Linked DNA regions of Sus scrofa: region 1 is linked to region 2. Evidence: chromatin contacts called from public HiChIP or PLAC-seq data. All regions are on one chromosome and are shown on one strand. The core of a region is the stretch at or near the end of the contact, and the rest is flanking DNA. Distances in the headings are between cores, read along the strand shown.

Region 1 (3,603 bases), core at 890-3,389, 340 kb after region 2:
AGGCCGATGGCTACAGCTCCGATTAGACCCCTATCCCGGGAACCTCCATATGCCGAGGGAGCAGCTCAAGAAATGGCAAAAAGACAAAAAAAAAAAAAGAAGAAGAAGGTCTAATCATTTGTGAGATGACGTGCTTTCCTTTTCAAATCTGTCTCTTTGTGAAGAGGCTTGAAGGTCGAGGTAAAAAGACTGACTAAGCAGCTGCAGACCAGTTAAGGGGAAGGTCACCCCAGGTTTTGGGGTTTCCAGGAGCTGTTTCTCCACCTGGAGTCTGCTCCTAACTTTTAGAGCACGTGTTCCTTCCTTGGTCCAGCGATTCCATGCTCGCTCGTGGTCTGCACCTCTGAGCAGGGGCAGCTCTTTGGACTGTTCTCCCTTTTCCGTGGTCTCCTGACGGCCCTTCTCCTGTGATTAATATGTGTGTTGCTTGAAGTGGCAACTGAAACATCACCAGGTATTTTCACCAGGTAGAAACTGCTTTTCCTGTGTCAAAACAACCAATGTGGCTTAGTTGATGCTTCTGTTGCTAAGCAGGTAAATTCTGGTCTGCAGCTCTCTGTTAACCCCATAAATGCCTCACGTCAAGCAGAAAGCAACAAGAAGGAAAACCAACTTTCGCTGCCTTCTGGCAGAGTGCTTAGTTCCAGTGGCTGAAAACTGGGCCTCACTCACCCTCACCTCCACTTAGCTGTTGGCAGCACCCAACCTCCATTTCCCTCTTTGCCAGGGGGGAGTCGGGAGGTGCAGGGGCCTGGGAGGGTGGTAGAGCAGGCGGCCTGCGGGCCGCCAGTGAAGGTCTCCCACTGCCTGGTACCGATGATGGGTTCAAGTCCAGTCAGGCATGGCTTTAGCCCTTTTCTTTGGGATTTAAGGCCTTCACGTCGGCCTTCATCTGCAGCCGGGCTGTGGCAGAAAGAAGAAGAAAGGCTTGCTGTGTGCATCCGTTTGCCAGAAAGGAGTTAACCGAGCCAGCGCACCGCAGAACAGGTTGGGCAAGACTGTTAAAGCCAGTGGGGCAGCCTCCCCCTCTGCTCCTCTCCCCCCTTTCCTTCTCTCTCCTTCCTCCTCCGACCCCCTGCTCCTCTCCCAGGACGTTCAAACATCTTCCCATTAGCCCTGCTCCCCTCCCCCTCCCCACTTCAGTGTCTGGCTTTCCCTCTCTGGGCAAGACATTTGATGTGATGAAAATACTTTGTGGCAAAGAGGAGGCTGTGCTGAGAGGCCTCAGCCTTGCCAGCTGTTTCTGGAGAAACCCAGGTCTGTGCCCTTGGTCATGTAACATAGGCCCCATTCAAAGAGACATTCTTGAGTGTGCATTTATGCCTCTGTGGGCCTGCGGGGTGGACGGCCTGGGGGGAGGACGGCGGGGGGTGGGGGTGGCGAGGTCGGGATGGGGACGTGGAGGGCAGCGAGGGGGAGTCCCTGCCAGTGAGTGTGAGAGGATGCTTCTGGAAGCCTCCGGAGTCTTCTTGGACGTAGGGGCTATCTCGTGGCCGTAAACGCGGAGAAGCCGAGCTCTCTAAGAGCCAGGCCTGGTCTGCCATCAGTTCTGCGTGGTGTTTGTGTCTGAGCCTCCGTAAACATACCATATATAGTCAGGCTGGAGCTCGCTATAACACGCGCTGCAGGGGAGCCGCTCCTGATGCACAGATCCTGGCGCTTAGAAGCTGCCTCGGCTATTTCTGGTGTGTGGCCCGCGCTGTCTTTTTTCACTTTTGGAGGGAGGAGGGAGAGGGGCCTTTTTTCTTTCCGTCTTCACGCTGCTCGAAACATGTTTCTGATCCCAGTGTGTCTGGCCCTGCGAAAGCTCAGGAAACCATCTTGTCCCGTGAGGAGACTGGATTCTCTTGGTACATCTGTTTTAGAATCAAACCCCTGTTTTTCTTCGGCTCCTTCACCCCACACACGTTTCGCATTTCATGGTCCCCTGTCCTCAGCTGCTTGGGTTTGGAGCATCTTTTCGCACTGTGAGGGCAGCAGATACTGTGGGGGCCGGTGGAGAAGCTGCTTTCTCGCACCCCACGTCCCCACACCCTCCCGAGCCTCCCCCCAAGCCACTTCACCTTCGCTGTGCTGTGCCCGGCTAGGGCGTCAGCTTTCCGCAGAACCGGGGGCGGCCCTTTTGCACTTGGCAGGGCTGGGTCAGTTGGTCCCTCCCACCCAAATACCTAGGATCTAGCACTTCAGCTTGTTGGAGTGAGCAGCGGGAGGCACTTGTGGTTCAGATAAGAGACTTCTTCCTTTTCCGTCTCTTATTTTCCTTCCTCTCCTCCTGCCTCCACAGGCTGTTGCGTTTCTTCTCAGGCCGCATGTATCAATAACCCTGGAGAAAAGGTGGTGTGCCCCGCTGGGATGTATGTGGGTGTTAGGGAAAGAGCAGATGGGCACCTTCCTTGCCGGGTTTTCTTTCCCTGGCCTCGTCCGAGTTCTGAATTATATCTGACTGTGTGACAGCTAATTGTACCATCCTTCCCGTTTCTTAAGCTGATAAGCCCCTTTCTGTCTGCCTCCATCAAGCCTCTTTGTGTGAGAAGTTCCTAATGCAGCTGAAGAACAAAGTGACAGTTTTCTTATTTACTGAAGTCTCTAAAGCACGTTCATTATGCGCTTTATCTTTTTAAAAACCTTATGTCTTTAACTTACGTAACTGAATTGTTCCAAGTAGTACAAAGTTAAAACTTCCTACTTCCTTTAAAATATCAGAGAGTCCAGAAAAAAGAAATGGACTTTTTTTTTTTTTTTTTTTTTTCTTTTTTCAGGCTGTGTATTTCATCGCAAGCTGTTAACAGTGCTTGGTAGATAATGTTCAGAGTAAGAGCTCGGGTACTGCCGGAGTACCAGCTACCAGTTATGGAAACAGCGCTTGCTTAGCTAGTATTCGGTTGACTCAAAAGTCGTATATCACTTAGGTGGAGGTCACTTATTTGGCATTCTCAGGTCCCGAATATTTAGCATGTGAGTGACAGAGAACCAGCAGGGGGTGTGTGTGTGTGTTGGCGGGGAGGGCAGCAAAATCAAGCTTCAGAAGCCAGTCGGGTATGGGAAGTCGCTTCTACCCTTGACTCACGATGGTCCTTTCAGGCCCACACTAGAGCTCCATCATTCTCCCTGTAGGTATGGCCCTGACCACCTCGTCTCCCGTTTTCAACAAGAAATTAGGGGTCAGAATTGGTGAGGGGCGGGCGGAGGGGGGGCGCGTGTGGCTGGAGAACAGCCGTCGGAAGGAGACGCACTGAGAGCAGCAAGAGAGAATGTCAGGCATGAGCGGGAAGAGTCCCACGGCGTGGCTGTTTCCCCCCCGGGGACCCCGGGCTAAGAGAGCCGAGGAGCCTTCCGTGTTACTGCTTATGACTGCATGTGGGTCCACACGCCCGCAGTACAGATTTCAGCTAAAAAAACCCCAGCATGGCCGACTGCGGCCTTGTGGCGCGGGAGCAGGGCCGAACGGGGAGGCTGGCACGGTCGTTTGCGAAGGCACCTTGTGTAATAGTTGTTCATTGTAGTGACCCTGAGTCATCGCCCAAAAAGGTTAGATTAATCATATGTTGATTCACCAGGCTCTGCTTCAGAGATGGGGAAGTTTGAGAGATACTTTAGAATGAT
Region 2 (3,877 bases), core at 925-3,424:
AGCTGCCCTGTTCATTCATCCCTGATGCATAAGCACAGAGCCCCAGGGGACCAGCCTCCCCAGAGTCTAGTCAGGCTCACGCCTGCTACACCTCCCCTGAGTGTTTGGGGACAGGGACACCCTTGAGAGGCCCCCTCAACAGGGGAAGAAGACAGCAGGGCTCCAAGAAAACACCAAAGTCCAAGAAACCCCATCCTTTTCTTTCTAACTCACATCTCTTCCCTGTACGAGCCAAGCACTTACTTGGGAAGGGAGGGCATAGAAGGAAAAACAGAAGTGGCTGGCTAATATACCGTGTGGACTGTTCCAGAACAAAACCAGTACGCCGCCAGCCTACGACTCCGAAAACCTCCATTACGCGCCTTGTTCACACGCCTCACTTTTCTTCCTTTTCTTCTCTCCACAAAGCAGCAGGGCAACCACTTCAGTTGTGCACAGTCGCTGTCCTGCAGTGAGGCTTTTCTGGACGCCGGCCCCTGCTAGGCGGTCACAAGAAAGAGCCCTTGGTCTGGTGGCTGCTCCCCTAAAGCAGCAACTCTCCCATTTCTTCAAGACCATTTTGAGAAGAAAACAGGGAACACCCACCCCAGGGCTGGAGGGAAGAATGACTTTTCACTGCACACTGCCCTTAACACCTAAATGTCTTAGTCTGGGTATGGAGGACTCCTCAAAATGCCTCATACGTATATTTTTAAAATCACCCATTCTTACTTGTTTCCGAAAACAAAACAAACAGAGCCCTCAAATCAGGAATTCCCATTGCGGCTCTGAGGTTACGAACCTGACTAGTATCCTTGAGGAGGCTGGTTGGATCCCTGACCTCATTCGGTGGGTGAAGGATCCAGCAGTGCCCTGAGCTGTGGTGTAGGTCCCAGATGTGGCTCGATCCTACCTTGCTGCGGCTGTGGTGTAGACCAGCAGCTACAGCTCCGATTTTACCCTTAGCCTGGGAACCTCCATATGCTGCAGATTTGGCCCTAAAAAGAGGGGTAAACAAAAGACAAAAACCCTTCAAACCTTGTTCATGAATATTAAAGAAAAAAAAATCCAGCTTCTGTAGCTACATGACGAAGAAACACGGTGAGCTATGATTCATCCCAGAAAACACTATAAATCTTCTCACAGAGTGGCATCGAAATGCCGGGGTCTGTCACCACTTATGTCACGAGAACTGGCAAGCAGAGGTCCCCAGACCCCAGAGTGGAAGCAGGGCCCCCGCCCTGGCCAGCCCTCCGCCTCCCTCCTCAGCAGCTGCTTCTCAAGCACGTGCGAGGGGAGGCAGCTGGGCACGCGGGGGGCACGGCGGCGTGGAAGGGCATAACCCCATGGCTGCTTCTTCCTTCGTCCCGCTGAGCTTTAGCAATGGTCCACACTGGCTCAGGCACAGCCCGTGAGAGAAGAAAAACTGTTAGCGGCAGAAGAAAACTGGAGATCCGTGAGGTAGAAAAAGTGTGTGTGAGGCTGGATCGGGTGGCACAAAGATGGTCAAAGGGGAGAGAGGAACGGGACAGGCCAGCTGCAAGACCCAGGACAGTAAGAGAGGCCCTCCGGAGGCCTGCGCCCAGAGAGGCAGAATGGTCAAGGGATGCTTTTTTCCAGAATTTTCCATATTGGTCCCAGTAATACCCAGTTCGTCCCGCCCGCTCTATCCTTCATCCCCTGTTACCCACCCAGCAGAGGCTTACACACTGGTAATTGCTGGATCCCTGTGAAAATCCTGTAAACTGGTCACGTGTGCATCAGTCTGAACCTTTATCGGGAACCTAACTATGTCTTCAACTTGTACCACCTCCTGGGGGCACAGGTTCTTCCATTCCCCCCCCCCCCCCCCCGTGCCCACAGCAGGCAGGCGCTGTGGGGCCATCCGAACTCTTCTGGGTTGTGATAACTGTGGTGAGAGTGTTGAAAGACACAGGACCAGGCCCTTTGCGGTCCCAGCTCACCCAGATGGGGGGGGGCAGCCAGGGAGTGGGGGAAGGGCCGCCCCGACAACCAATGGGGTCGGGCTCCGGGTCTGGGGCTCCAGCCTGATTAGCATAGCCCCTCCCTCACGCATGCTCTTTGCTGATCTGAATTTAGTTCTAAGTTTGGAACTCTGTTGGGAAATGAGCGAAGGGCCAAGAAGAGGGATCTGGGGCTTGAGGGCAGCAGGGACGTCGCAGAGGAAACGCCTGGCCAGCCCCGCCCACACAGCCTCCTGGGGAAACGCACCAGAGCGTGTGTGTCCCGGGGCTGTGCACACCCGGGCAGCGGTGGGCGGCAGGGAGCGAAAGGGCGCCAAAGCAGAGGCCTGGAAACGACTTGAAAGGAGAGACAGGCCAGACCTGGCGGCCGAGTGTGTTTTCTTTCCGGGAGATGCTGCGAGGCGTGCAGAAGTGCACAGCCACCGAGCGTGCAAGAGCCAGGACTGGACCAGCGCCATTCCAAGGCCACCAGGGGCTGTGGCATCGCAGTTATCCCCCCCACAGATCGTCTTTTACAGCTGGCTTGGCCTCCAACCCAGACCAGACAGGGGGCGGGTTGTTGCGGGTCCAGTTTTACACCATTAAAGCAAACCGGTTCCTCCTAAGGGGTTCTGAGCTTCCAACTGTTTGAGCCACAATAGAAAGAGCCCAGATCAACAAAAGCAGGTAGAGCATCACGTTTTTCTTGGGCCAGCATCCCCACCTCTTCCCCCTGAAAATGACTCTCCCAGGCCCTCACCCTCCACCAAAGCATTGTGCTGTCTCTCCAAATAAAAATAGAGCCAGCAGGGCGAGGAGATGGGGCAGGAAGGCTGAGCGGTGACCTTCCGCGTTGTTAACTTCCTCACTGCCTCTTGGAGGAATCAATGGCCATCCTGCGCCCGCAGAGGAAGCCCTGGGCCTCATGCAGGACCGGGGACAACGACATGCTGAGATCAGCTTAATGAAAGCACCCGTGACACCCACCCCTGTCTGAAAACGCTGTCATGAAGATGCAGCTAATGTGGATGTGCTGGGTCAGCAAGCAACGCCAGGACCTGGGTGCGGAGGGAAGGAAGGGCTTCTCCTGTTCATTGCGGCGTGTGCTCTGGGGAGTTTGCACGGGTCCTGGCATCTGTCTGTAGCAGCGCAGTGCTGCATAACTGCACGCCACCAGGTCCAGCTGCAGGAGGCCGGCCTGGGGAGGTGGTTTGCAAACAGCTGCACAGCAGCAGGGAAGCATCCTCTGTCTGCCACTTCCTGCCCTGCCTGGTTGCCCCCAGCCGCCACCTGTGACACACAGGGCTTGCGTGCATCTCGGGAGAGATGAAGCAGAGCACATGGGAGTGACCGGGGCGGGGTGGGGGGAACCCACTCTGCTGAAAACAGATCCCTGGATTCTGGGCTTTGTCTTCTTTCAGAAAGACATTTTGCATATGGTTGAAAGTAAATAAAATAATGAGGTGAGAAAGAAGAAAGGAAAACCATTTTCAAAAGACAGCCATTAATTCCCTGGGGCGAGCAGCCCTCGGAGTCTAGAAAAGGCTGAGCCAGCGTCCCTCTTTGGGGACAAGCCCACCGCCGGAGCAGAGTGGGCAGCTGCGTGGAATCCGGAGCTGGTGCACCAGCCGAACCTGGGAAGCCAGCGGCGCCCTGTGACCAGGAGGTGGTCCCCACAGCGGGCGGTCACTAAAAAGGTCAAGCCATCTCCCAGGAATGGGCTCTTTCTCTTTTCAGAGACAAGCCTCCAGTTCTCAGCTTAAGGCATCATGTTTTCCACGTCCCAAGACTGGGACTGTTGCCCCGCAGCAGCCTCTGACCCAACACCCAGCACACTCAGCAGAGTTAGAGACTCCATCTGCTGCGTCCGCCTGAGACACGTAGGGACCACGGAGGAAAAAGAGCAGGAGGCGCCACAGACCAGAGCGCTGGGA

What was found. HiChIP or PLAC-seq counts read pairs in DNA pulled down with a chosen protein or histone mark.
Region 1: a contact with region 2 is called in an H3K27ac HiChIP or PLAC-seq map of alveolar macrophages. The contact joins two enhancer-like sites. A contact is called at or near these places in 2 of 2 datasets of contacts at active chromatin or transcription factors (alveolar macrophages and skeletal muscle).

What each region holds. Positions count from the first base shown.
Region 1 is chr7:4,546,717-4,550,319 of Sscrofa11.1, forward strand. The region is part of intron 1 of RREB1 (ras-responsive element-binding protein 1); the gene reads left to right. Among named protein-coding and RNA genes, the nearest start is that of RREB1, 36 kb to the left of the region's middle. Within about 2 kb of position 2,140, at least 37 of the 83 cell types and tissues checked have an H3K27ac peak or open chromatin away from gene starts, as enhancers often do. A contact at or near this core is called in alveolar macrophages and skeletal muscle, where this site is marked.
Region 2 is chr7:4,202,212-4,206,088 of Sscrofa11.1, forward strand. No RefSeq gene overlaps it. Among named protein-coding and RNA genes, the nearest start is that of LY86, 96 kb to the left of the region's middle. Within about 2 kb of position 2,175, at least 34 of the 83 cell types and tissues checked have an H3K27ac peak or open chromatin away from gene starts, as enhancers often do. A contact at or near this core is called in alveolar macrophages and skeletal muscle, where this site is marked.